Regions from separate parts of the Sus scrofa genome. Here regions 1 and 3 are each linked to region 2. Evidence: chromatin contacts called from public HiChIP or PLAC-seq and promoter capture Hi-C data. All regions are on one chromosome and are shown on one strand. Each heading gives the region's core, a stretch centred on a gene start, on an enhancer-like site or on the middle of the called end of the contact. The rest is flanking DNA. Distances are from core to core; before and after follow the strand shown. Region 1 holds the start of SNX11 (sorting nexin-11). Region 2 holds the start of CALCOCO2 (calcium-binding and coiled-coil domain-containing protein 2). Region 3 holds the start of SP2 (transcription factor Sp2).

The links. Promoter capture Hi-C pulls out the DNA fragments that hold promoters and counts their contacts. HiChIP or PLAC-seq counts read pairs in DNA pulled down with a chosen protein or histone mark.
Region 1: a contact with region 2 is called in a promoter capture Hi-C map of liver, with 3 times the contacts expected there. The contact joins the promoter of SNX11 here to the promoter of CALCOCO2 in region 2. A contact is called at or near these places in 1 of 5 promoter capture datasets (liver), 1 of 47 Hi-C or Micro-C datasets (embryonic fibroblasts) and 2 of 2 datasets of contacts at active chromatin or transcription factors (alveolar macrophages and skeletal muscle).
Region 3: an H3K27ac HiChIP or PLAC-seq map of alveolar macrophages shows a contact between it and region 2. The contact joins the promoter of SP2 here to the promoter of CALCOCO2 in region 2. A contact is called at or near these places in 1 of 47 Hi-C or Micro-C datasets (embryonic fibroblasts) and 1 of 2 datasets of contacts at active chromatin or transcription factors (alveolar macrophages).

The regions. Positions count from the first base shown.
Region 1 is chr12:24,349,024-24,352,796 of Sscrofa11.1, reverse strand. It overlaps SNX11 (sorting nexin-11), which reads right to left and starts at 1,517. Exons shown (of 7, transcript XM_021067103.1): 1 at 1,353-1,517. CBX1 (chromobox protein homolog 1) reads left to right here and starts at 1,740. Exons shown (of 5, transcript XM_021067108.1): 1 at 1,740-1,976.
Region 2 is chr12:25,048,500-25,052,792 of Sscrofa11.1, reverse strand. It overlaps CALCOCO2 (calcium-binding and coiled-coil domain-containing protein 2), which reads right to left and starts at 2,785. Exons shown (of 13, transcript XM_003131552.4): 1 at 2,664-2,785.
Region 3 is chr12:24,151,910-24,156,052 of Sscrofa11.1, reverse strand. It overlaps SP2 (transcription factor Sp2), which reads right to left and starts at 1,966. Exons shown (of 9, transcript XM_021067084.1): 1 at 1,860-1,966; 2 at 224-336. The coding sequence starts at 230.

The DNA of each region.
Region 1 (3,773 bases), core at 268-2,767, 700 kb after region 2:
GCCTTGAAAGGTTTCCCAAATTCAGGACCATAGTTTAGTAACTTAATGGTCATCACTCTCAGGCTCAAGAAGAGTTTGCCTAGGACTCTGAACCACCTCCAAAAGCAAGTTCCCCTCCTTTCCTTTGGGAATCATACCACTTAGAAACTAAAAGCTATAAACTGGCTTTAAAAATCCTAGGATCTCCAAGATGGTATAAACTTAAGTCTAAGTTCACAAAGCACTAAGAAAGTTTCAATGGTAACTTTCCTTAGAAACAACGGGGCCACAAAAACCTAGACTTCAAGTAATAATTTTCAGCAACTACTATTCTCCATCAGCTTCCTCCCTGTGCACTCCTTAGGAGGAAATAAAGCTCATTTCAGCCCTTGGAGGGAAGAAGGAAGTTCTTAATTTTAGCTCCATGATCTAGGAGATGGATCCATGTGTCATCTGACTAAGTATAGTTTCAGCTACTTACTTGGCACCAGCACCAGGAAGTGTAGCTTCCTGCGACCCTACAATCACATTTGAAGTTTTCCTTTGCTTTTCCCAGGACCTCCAAGGAAAACCCAGTTTGTTTATAGGGTAGATTCCTTGTAAAGCTTTCCAATGCCTCAACAATTCAAGGTAGCAATTCAAGGCTTTAACTCCACCATTTTCCCTCAGATTTAAACTACTTCAAGAGACAGGTTAAGAAAAAAAAATCAGGTGATAAAAAGTATACTGAGCCACCAAGACGCTCATCCTTGCTTACTCAGCCTTCAGCTCTTGGTGCCAGATGGCAACTCAAAAACTCTGCTTCGGAGAAACACTCACAGGTGGTAGAAGGAGCTCTCCTGTCTGACCAAGCTCTGCCTGTTCTCAACCAAGCAGCTATGCTCCATCTTTTGGTGATCTGCAACTTGCCACTCTCTCCACTTGCAAGCTGAGACACAAAGGCGACCACAATCTAGTGCAAGAGTCTTCTGGGTCCTCGTAAAATATGTGTCATTAGTCTTAGTCCTAGCGTTTGGCTAAAAGTCTCCAAACTTTTACTCCGGCCACACCCCCTGTGTTCCTAACGAACTAGGAGCAAAAAAGGCCACATAGTCCTTACTCCCTTTTGCCTACTAAGCCTGAGGAGTGGGAAGGAAAGATGCTTTACACTTTATAAATAAGTGGAAAAGCCGGTTTCCTTCCTCGGATACTGAGCTAGCCCTGCCTTCATCTCTGGAGAGGAGTCGGTTCCTTCCTCAGGATGTCCAGCAAGGTCCCCACCCTAAGCGCCACTGCTGACGCTCAAGCCTGCAGGCCTTACCTAAGACCAGAGCCCACGCCCCTTCACCTGACAGCAGCACCCACTCCCCGCGGACCCGCCCACTCCCCCTCACCTGAAAGCAGCGCCCACTCCCCACAACGACACCGCTGACAGCCCAACATATAGTCAGAGTCCCGGCTTCTCCTTCCGGGTGAGCTGCCGGCGCCCCGATGCACGACGGGAGAAAGTTGCCGGCGCGCCAATCCCGGGTGCCCAGACGCCCCGCCCCGCAGGCCCGGGCTCTCAGTGGCAGCCTCGCCCCGGCGGTGCGCTCCGCCCAGCGCTGGCCACTGCTGGAGTAGCTATTCCTACCTCTCCCCTGGGAGGCTGCAGGGTGGACGTGGGCGTGGGGAGACAAGAGGCTCTGACGTCCAATCCAGAGCCGCATCCCACCCATCGTTGTCAGGCCCAGCCAATCAGTGGCCAAGGAACAACCCCGAAACATCCCAAAGTGGGTCCCGGGGCAGAGTGTGAAGGGATGATCAGCGGTCTAGAGTGTGGCAGAGTCCAAAGCGTGGGAACCTCGCTGAGCCTGGGCGAGTCCCCATGTGAACCCTGGCTCCAGTTCCCCGGCTTTACCAAGGAAACACCAACTCAGATTCGAAGACCAGATTGTCGGAGCGAAAACCGGCTGAGGACTTTGCAGCAAACACCGGTTTCACTTGCGGAGCAAGCCCTAGGAAAGATCGTCCAGCCAGTTAGTAAGAAAGAAAAATACATTGACTACGATGTTTATGTTGTTGAAATGCCTTTTAACTATCTGCTTAAAAATAATTTTAGAAAAGCTAATATCAAGGGAAAAGTTGCAGTCGCAAATACGAGCTCTGGAGTTTAAAGACCTGGGTACAATGACCAGCACTACGCTGACCGTGTGATCTTAAATCTTTATGTCTTAAGTTCCTCTTCTGTAAGGTGGAGAAATCTCATAAGGTAAGGTCCACGTACCCCAAAGCAGCTTTTCTCAAACTTGTTGGTCTCAGGATCCCTTTACATTCTTACAAATATTTAAGGACCCCAAAGAGCTTTTGTTTATGTGGGATGTTCACCGGATTAGAAATTAAAACTGAGAAATTAGAAAAACGTATCTATTCACCTAAAACTAATAACAAACCATTACATGTGAACGTAATTTATTTTATGAAATATAACTACACTTTCCAAAACCCAAAAAAATTATCGAGTAGAATGTTATTCTATTACCATTTTGCAAATCTCTTTCATGTTTGGCATAATAGAAGACAGCTGAATTCTTGTATTAGCTTCCCCATTCTCTCTTGTGATTTTGTTTTGGACTAGGAAATGAAGAAAATCTGGTCTTACACAGGTACATAGATGACAAGGGAGAAGTATCTTTAGCCTTCGATAATTGTGGATACTCTTATTGTATACTAGCAAAACTCATCAAATTGTAATTTTTTTTTCTTTTTCTTTTTTGGCCTCACCCACAACATGTGGAAGTTCCCCAGGCCAGGGATCAAACCATTGCCACAGAAGCAATTGGGGCCACTACAGTGACACACCAGGCCCTTAACCCACTGCTCCACAAGGGAACTCTAAATGGTAGTTTCTTTAAGGTTAGTTGCAATGGGAAATCTGAAACCATTTGGAAAATACTGGTTTTCTGAGTAATGTAGATCTTCCAAATATTAATGTATTTCACTTTTCAGTTTTTTTTTTTTTTTGTCTTTTTGCCATTTCTTGGGCCGCTCCCTCGGCATATGGAGGTTCCCAGGCTAGGGGTCGAATCGGAGCTGTAGCTGCCAGCCTACACCAGAGCCACAGCAACGCAGGATCCGAGCCATGTCTGTGACCTACACCACAGCTCATGGCAACGCCGGATCATTAACCCACTGAGCAAGGGCAGGGATCGAACCCGCAACCTCATGGTTCCTAGTCAGATTCATTAACCACTGCGCCACCACGGGAATTCCACTTTTCAGTATTTTAAATATCACGTTTATTAAAATGTGATTAAAAATCACATTTAAGGGGTTCCCGTCATGGTGGCACAGTGGAAACGAATCTGACTAGGAACCATGAGGTTGTGGGTTCAATCTCTGGCCTCACTCAGTGGGTTAAGGATCTGGTGTTGCTGTGAACTGTGGTGTAGGCTGGCAACTAGCTCCGATTGGACCCCTAGCCTGGGAACCTCCACATGCCGCGAGTGCGACCCCTAAAAGCCAAAAAAAAAAAAAAGTCACATTTATTAAAAGCATCACTGAATTCATCAGTCTTGCAAAGTTGCCATCAAGCTCACTGGTGAATACTTCATTTTCCTATAATGGCAGAAAAGTTTTCCCTTCTTTTCTAGGTTCTTTGGCTGAAGTAAGACAAATTAACAGGAGAAAAAACAATTTTGTACTTAGAGGAGCCCCATAAAAATGATACCCAAGGGCAAGTTAGGCAGTGGAGACTCATATGCCATCTTGAGCTGAAGACTGGGCTAGGAGCCTGGGGCTTCAAAGTAGGGTAGGGCAATTCACAGGACTAGAAG
Region 2 (4,293 bases), core at 1,536-4,035:
AATGAGCCCATTGAACTGGCTCCTGGCTTCTAGGAAAAACGGACACATTTTCATCTAATGAGCTTTTCAAGTCTAATATACAACTTCCAGGCCTGTTCCACGAGGGCATAGATTCTCTCATGTTCTCCCGAAGAAGAGGAACAAAAAGCCGATTCTACTCCTGCTCTTTTTGAATCAATCTGTAAACCACACTGATGTGCTTTTTAGCAGAGAAACTGAAAAATGTTAAGCTTCCTGGCTCAGAGTCTAACAATGCCAAGATTCGACCAAATCAATTCACCAATTTTCCTAAAGATTTTTCCTCATGTCTGCTGAACCACAAAGAAGAAATAAACTTAGTAAAAACCATAAAATTTTACCATAAAGAATGCCCAACATCTTAACATTAGCGTTTTATACCAGTGGGTATGTTCCAAGAGAAATGAAGACTATAGATCGTCTGGATTATATGGCTCTTTGGATTAGTTTGCAGAAGGAAATTAAATGCTTCCAAAGCCAAAAGAGAAATGCAAATCAATTCTTCATCTGGGAACAGTAAAAACAAATATAAGTAAAAACAAAATCCACATGCAACCCAATTCCTTCATCTTTGCTTACTTAACTTTCTAAAACTATTAGCAGTTAGCAAAATGGGTGAACTGATTTGAATCCTGCTCCCCTTGGCCCTGGAAGAGATGCTTCCACAGAACTACCCTTCAGAGAACACTGACAATTTTTTTTTTTTTTAGGGCTGAACCCATGGCATATGGAGGTTCCCAGGCAAGGGGTTGAATCAGAGCTGTAGCTGTTGGCCTACACCACAGCCACAGCAACGCCAGATCTTTAACCCACCGAGCAAGGCCAGGGATCGAACCTGCACCCTCATGGATGCTAGTCAGATTCGTTAACTGCTGAGCTATGATGGGAACTCCAACACTGACAATAGATAGTATGGATATGTCGATATACACCCATGAGATGGGGAGCAAAAGCAAAGACACACAGTCACACTGGTCCTCAAATCATTAGAGCCACTGGCTCTACTCCAAATCTTCCAAGTTCATTCTAGCTCCTTACCTAAAATCTTTCTGAGGGCCTTACATAAATTTTATAGCCCCAGGAGATTTTTAGTATCTAATTCATTGACAACTGTTTGGATTAGTTGCCCAGCTTCTTCTAAGCAGCGTTCATACCACAAATCACAATACCACTGTGACAAGAGGTCTAGGGAAGAATGGAAAAATAGTGCTGGGTAACCAGAAGTAACTGTGAAGATCTCAAAGCTGTGTACTAAATCTCCATTTTATTCCACTTTACTGAGATTTTATTAGATTTTTTTCTGTGAGAAGAGTGAGTATGCTAATCCTCGAAGTGACATGGGTAGTGACAGTGCTTGAAGTGTAGTGGAAAGGGGATTAAGCTAGGAGCCAGGGGACCTGGGTTCCTGTCTTAGTTCTGCTACTGACTAGCTCTGAGATCCTGGCCAAGTCACACTACCTCCTTTTAGGCCTCATCAGCAAAATGCGTGGATCAGGCTAGAAAAGCTCTAAGAAGCTTTCCAGCTACATATAATGATGATTCCAAGGAAGTGAAAGAGCTTGTCTTTTCATCTAAGAAAATGGGGAAGCATGGTAGTACATTTATAAAAAGCACAGTAGAAAATTTTAACTATTGGTACTATTTGAATCCAAAGACAAGACGACTTGTTAGTGCTACATAACCCCCGCTGACTACCTCTCTCAGGGTCCTTTGTGCTCCACAGCCATCATGTCTGCAAAGAGGTAGTTTCAGGTAGAGGCCCTCTGAAACTACCTGTGAAAGTGTGTCATTGGATACTCCTTAATCATGTGTTCTACATAATCTACAAAGACCTACTGTATTAAGTCTTTTGTTTTTAGCAGTTTTCGCAATAGTGGGGATGTTATAATACGTAGCATTTGTACTATTCTACTCAGCTCCAACCATGGCCACTTGTTGGCTTACACCAACCAGGAGCAAAGAATCCAAGTGATGGAAAAAAGTTAATATGCCCTGGATTTAATATGAAATCATAATGAGGCCCCAAATTAAACTGGGGGGGACGGTGGCGGCGGGGAGGAAGTATGGGAAAAAACTCCATGGTAAAGAAGCAAGTCATCGCACGCCAGCTGCTCTTTCTTCTCGGCTGTCTAGAACGTCTCCTCCAATTACAGATGGCCTCAACTGAAGGAAAGGGGGACTTCAGGGATCAGGACAGCGAAAATGAGGTCTCAAGAGAAAGTAAATTGCCTCGAGTGACCGGGCAGGATCCCGCCTCGGCGACGAAGCAGAAGGCGATGACGTCAAGCATGCGGTTAACGAACCAGCACAAGCTCGGCTAGCGAGAGAGGTCATGACGTCAAGACCCTCGCTCCGGTCCGAAGGTTCCTTCGGTCTCATGAGCCGCCCACCCCGCCCCGGACCCTGAAACCTTGCCCTCCTTGGGAGATAAACTGCCTTCAACCCTCCAAGGCGACGGAGGGGCTCCAAGGACTCCATGACGCCACTCCCACTTACAGTCACCCTAGAAAGATGGAAGGAGGTGAAAACCGAAACCGGCAGCACCTCTACCCGCCCAGGGCCTTTTCTCAGGGCTGGAAGTGTAAAGTCGGAGAACGCGAGGCCCCAACCGTCCCTGATTGCCCTCTTTCACTCCAGGGACTCACCGGGGGAAGCAACCAGCCGCGGCGCAACAGCAACAGGGCGGGGAAGGGGACAGGGGCGGGGCTAAAAGCCGAGAGGAGCTGTCCCGTCTGACCACGCCCACTACGTCATAACGGTCAGGAAGCTCCGCCCCCACCGCGGTGCTTTTGGGGACTTGTAGTGCTCCGTTGGCAGGGCCCCCGGGCTGCTCCACTGTTCTTAACGTTTTCCCCAGTCCAGAGCAGCGATCGCATTGCAGGGAGCCCCTTTCTGCCCCTAGAACGAGCTGTTGACTTACCTCTTTTTTTTTTTTTTTAACTTTTATTTCTTTCAGTCCTGAACAAGAAAGCTACAAACGTTTGAAGGACCTTTGGGAGGTCATCTTCATTTTTCTCCCGTTTCCACGTAAAACTTCATCAAGAATCTTACAGATGAGAATCCCTTTGGCATTTAATTATGCCTCCCACTTGCCCCCAAGGAGACCCAATAGTTCCCCTGGGTGCCCAGGTTCGTGTTTCATCATTATACCTGTAAAAAGAAGTTATTCTTTAGTGTTCACTCTTCCTCATTGGAGTAAGAAGAAACTCAGCAAGAATCCTGCTAAGTCAGTTTAGAGGAAATTCCCCACTCTTGATAGCTCATCAAACCCTGGCCTGCCTTCAGCACTGCAATTCTGTAAGTCGGTTTAGCAACAATCCGCCATCCTTGAGGTCGCTTCTTAGTGATTTTCCATCCACTTATCCTTATTTGGAGTTGAGTGCAGTCTCTCTCCCCTAATGTAATGTCCCTATTGCAGTAATCCTGAATAAAGTCTCTTACTGTATTATTGTCAGAATAATTATTTCTTGACACTGCACATGCTGTCTATGGAAGGTTAAATTCAGAAGTGCCCCTTCTCCAAGGAGCAGCAACTGTTAATCAGGAAGGAAACTCTTCCAAGCCATCTAACCAGCGAACTTATGCCCTAAAGCCACTTGAGGTTTCAGGCAGGAGGAGGAGCATTCCTAATTCTGCCTTCTTCTTTTTTTTTTTTTTTTTTTTTGTCTTTTTGTTGTTGTTGTTGTTGTTGTTGCTATTTCTTGGGCCGCTCCCGCGGCATATGGAGGTTCCCAGGCTAGGGGTGGAATCGGAGCTGTAGCCACCAGCCTACGCCAGAGCCACAGCAACGCGGGATCCGAGCCGCGTCTGCAACCTACACCACAGCTCACGGCAACGCCGGATCGTTAACCCACTGAGCAAGGGCAGGGACCGAACCCGCAACCTCATGGTTCCTAGTTGGATTCGTTAACCACTGCGCCACGAAGGGAACTCCTAATTCTGCCTTCTCACAAGACTGGTGACACCCAACTGAAAGGATGCTGGGAATTCGGGAGTAAACCTGGGTGGGAGTGGGGTTTCTGTTGAAAGTTCAAGTCATCGTCTAAGCTACCAAAATAGTACTCTTCCATTTTTAAACTCTGTCTGCAGGGATAAGTAACTTCAGAATCCTGAATATGTTTCCATTCATTTCACTCATCAGCTTTTTTAAAAGCACCGAGAACTGACACCTCCTCCACACACACCTTACTGTCTACATAAACGACAGCTATTAACACACTTGCCTGGAAGTTAAAAATGCTAATAAATCCATTGTTCATTTTAAGAACTTCCTAA
Region 3 (4,143 bases), core at 717-3,216, 900 kb after region 2:
TCAGTTCTCCCTGCTGAGCCGTCAGGCGACGCTCCAATTATTAAATAATTCTACTTGGGTCTCCTTGGTAAAGAGACTGTGTCTTTAGCAGCCTAGCTCAGGGGGTTCATAATTATGTCAGACCGACTTTTTTTCCCCTTCTCTCTCTCATTGTTGCTTCTTTTAAACAAAGAGGTTAAGCCTCTGTACAACCAAGTGGAAGAACTAGAAATAGACAACTTACCAATCATCCCAGCCAATGAGAATCCATTTCCAACAGGTATTAATGCCTGTTAGAAGCCACTGGAACACTGACATCATCAGCCCAATGGATAGGTTGTCTGACAGATTCGCGCCCTTCATAGCACACAAGAATTTAAAACAAAACAAGACACTGCAGTTATATTTATTATTGCAGACAACAGGTTTGTGTTATCAAATCAAAGTTACTCCTATGGTGTAGACTCCACCATCATTCCATTCAAAGCCTCTGTGAGCTGGCCAACACCCTAAACTTTCCAATCCTAAAAATTTTAATCTAAAATGCCAATTCAACACTTAGCCCTCCACTGTGATACTTAATGCCTTCTGGGGTACAGCATACAAGTTTTAGACAGTGCATGCCAATGTACCTTCTATTTCCAAGGAAACCCATGTAATGGGGGCCCGCATGGGCCAATTCATTGCTTAAAGCAGATCTCCTGGCTCCTCCCTCCCTTTCTCTAAGAAAACGATTAAGTGACCAAGAAGTAGCCTCAGAAGAAGAAACAAACTTAGGAGAATGTGCACTGAGAAAAGCCAGACTGAGTCCCTTCGGATCAGGTTAATTAAGAAACAAACACAACAGTATATTGGAATCAAAACCAAAGAATGCACTGAGGACAGGTTTCTCAACTGCCCAGAGGAGAAGACACAGTTCCTTTTCATCTAAAATTAGAAAGCCACCGGGAACATAAGCCAAGAAAGCATGGGTAGGAGGCTGAGAACCATAAGTCAGCAACGGGGATGGAGAGGGGGTGGAGGAAGAAAGTTAAGCATCCATTTTATTGCTTCTGTCATTCCTTCGGTTTGTTCCTGGCCTTTGGGATTCAGCAGTGCTCCCTCCCCCCGCCCCCCCAACGGGATGCCTGGTACAGGCTGGAAGTTCTGTTAACAAGTTCTTAAACGTCCCACAATTTTGCTAAGAGCTGGCAGATATCTAGCTGGAGGCTCAAGGATGCAAGTGAAATATTAAAAGGTTTCTGCCCACCCCGCAGTCTAAGCAGAGAGGTCATCTACCTAGGGAGTGCCCTCATGTCCTGACACCATCTCTCGACTGGGATACATCAGTAACTCGGTTGGCTTCCAAGCCCAGCAGTGCCCATGTGGTTGGCGCCCTCGGAATTTCAAGCATTCCCCCGCCCCTCTCTGCTCTCGGGAGAATCCTGAATCACTGGTGGGCAAATAGAGTGAGAATGCAAAAGGGTCCCCGAACACAGGGCAAGCGCACAGGGCGTCGACCGCCTCCTCGAAGCCGACCCAGGCAACGTCTCCGGGCCTGGCAGCGCTCAAGCGGGTCGGCCAGGCCGAGGGGGGTGCCAGGCCGGCCCCGGGTGCCCGCTCCTCTCGCCAGCCCCCGGAAGCGCCGCCCTCCCGCCCAGCGGGCTCCGAGGGGGCGGGGAGTCGAACACCCCCTTCCGGGTGCCTCCGCCCGGCTGGCCAGCCCCGCTCCTCCTCCGGGCGGGAATCCTCCCTCCCCGCCCCTCCCGGAGCCGGGCCCCGGCGCCAGGCCCGGCCCCAGGGGGGAACCCTCAGCCCCGGCTCCCCCTCCCTGCGGCCTCTGCCCGTCTTCCCGACCCTTGAGAGCCGGAAAGACCCCGCCGGCAGCGGCCAGGACCCACCGCTCATTACGACATCTTCCTCCCTGGCCTCCGCCGCCTCCGCCGCCACCGAGAGCCTGACACCGCCCGCCTAGCACCCACCAATCCCGGAGCCCGCCACCGCCCGAGCGACGGCAGCGTTCACCAATTAGAGTTCGGTACATTGGGGACCGACAGCAGTACTAACCAATCAAAGAGATGTATCTAGAGCGACGTTGGTTTGGCCAATAAACCTGTGAAATGTCACTGATGGACCGTAGAGGGCACCAACCGGAAGCCTACTGTAGAATGAACGACATGTCCGCCAGCCAACTGGCGGGAGGCAAAGTCCCGCCCACGAGGTGGTTGATGGACAGCAACAGGAAGCTGGATAAGGCGGGGCTTAGCTGAGGAGTGGTTTTGTATTGGTAGTGGTTGACCTTCCACCCACCTCTAACCCAGAAGATGACTGACAGATCTGCCCTAAAGCCAATCAGAAGTCCTCAGGGTGAGGCCGAAAAATGCCCTATAAATAGCATCTACTTTGCACCTTAATCGAGTGTTGCCCTGGCCTGGCGAGGGTTCCTGCGCTTCGGCCACTCAACTACTGCCTGGTGAGTGGAAAACCACCAGTCTCATTTAGTCCCTCACCCTTCATCGCTTCTGGAGAGGGGAATGAGCCCCGAGGTGACTTTGTACAGCGAGGCGTTGGAGTCGGACACAATAGCGAGAGTTGGGGCTGTGTGACTCTTCTGAAGTGAGGGGATTATTTTCATCGTCTCAGTTGAAATCCCTCTTAATCCTCACATGGTTATTTATTGCATCGACTCCTTGATTTGGGCACAGAATCACCCGAAGCTCTCCAAAAAGTAGATTCCCGGGGCCGCCTCATGTGTCCGGGGCAAACCTGGAATATGCATTCTAACCAGCGCCTCCGGTGGACAGAATTGGTCCGTGCCCGACTCACCTCCTTAAATGAGGTGCTGTGAGTACAGCACTTGGCAGGAGCTACGTGGGTAGGTTTCTCTTTCCTATGGATGCGAACTTGGGAAGGCATTCATTAGTAAGAAGAAATCCATTCTGGTTTCAGACCAGCCTGTATTTGAAGTTTTACACAGTCCACTTGCAGAGAGGCAGGGTACCGAAACTCCCTGCACCTTATGGAAAAAAGAGGCTAATTGCAACCACACCTTAGAGCAATGGCTTTTTTTCTTTACTTTTCTTCTCGTTTTTTAAAATCATAGCCCCACAGTGAGAAATACATTTGCATTATGACCTATTACACTTATAACTCCTGTGAGAGTATGATAAAAGTTTTCAGACACAATACTTACCCTTTCTACTTGTGATGCACTGATGTTTTCTAGCCTGTCCTCTTATTTTTTTTGTTTGTTTGTTTTTTGTTTTTTAGGGCCACACCTGTGGTATATGGACATTCCATGGCTAGGGGTCAAATTGGAGCTGCAGCTGCCAGCCTACACCACGGCCACAGCAACACCAGATCCGAACCACATCTGTGACCTACACCACAACTCACAGCAATGCCGGATCCTTAACCCACTGAGCAAGGCCAGGGATCGAACCCGAATCCTCATGGATACTAGTCGGATTTGTTTCTGCTGTGCCACAATGGGAACTCCCTGTTGTATTTTATTCTTTATTCCCTCCCTCCCTCCTCTTCCTTCCTTCCTCCCTCTCTCCCTCCCTTCCTTTTCTTGATCAAGACTGGTGGTTTGAAGACCACCCTCCTAAAGGACTCGTGTGATAAAATACAGCACAGAATGCCCCAAACATTGTAATTGTTGAATAAACGTTAATAGTCTCTTCCAGTCCACCCCTCTCAGACTTAACCTTTGACAAAACCAGACTTCAAAAGATACCACTCTTGGAGTTCCTGTCGTGGCTCAGTGGCTAACGAATCCGACTAGGTACCATGAGATTGCGGGTTCGATCCCTGGCCTTGCTCAGTGGATTAAGGATCTGGCGTTGCTGTGAGCTGTGGTGTAGGTTGCAGATGTGGCTCGGATCCCATGTTGCTGTGGCTCTGGCGAAGGCTAGCAGCTACAGCTCTGATTAGACCCCTGGCCTGGGAACCTCCATATGCCGCAGGAGCGGCCCTAGAAAAGGCAAAAAGACCAAAAAAAAAAAAAAAAGATATCGCTCTTCTAGTTAAGATAGTTAAGATTTTTCATTGGTGCAATTCCTGTTGTGGCGCAGAAGAAACAAATCTGACTAGTAACCATGAGGTTTCGGGCCGAGGGGTGCAGCCCTAAAAAGCCAAAAAAAAAAAAAAAAAAAAAAAAAGATTTGTCATTGGCTCCCAGCC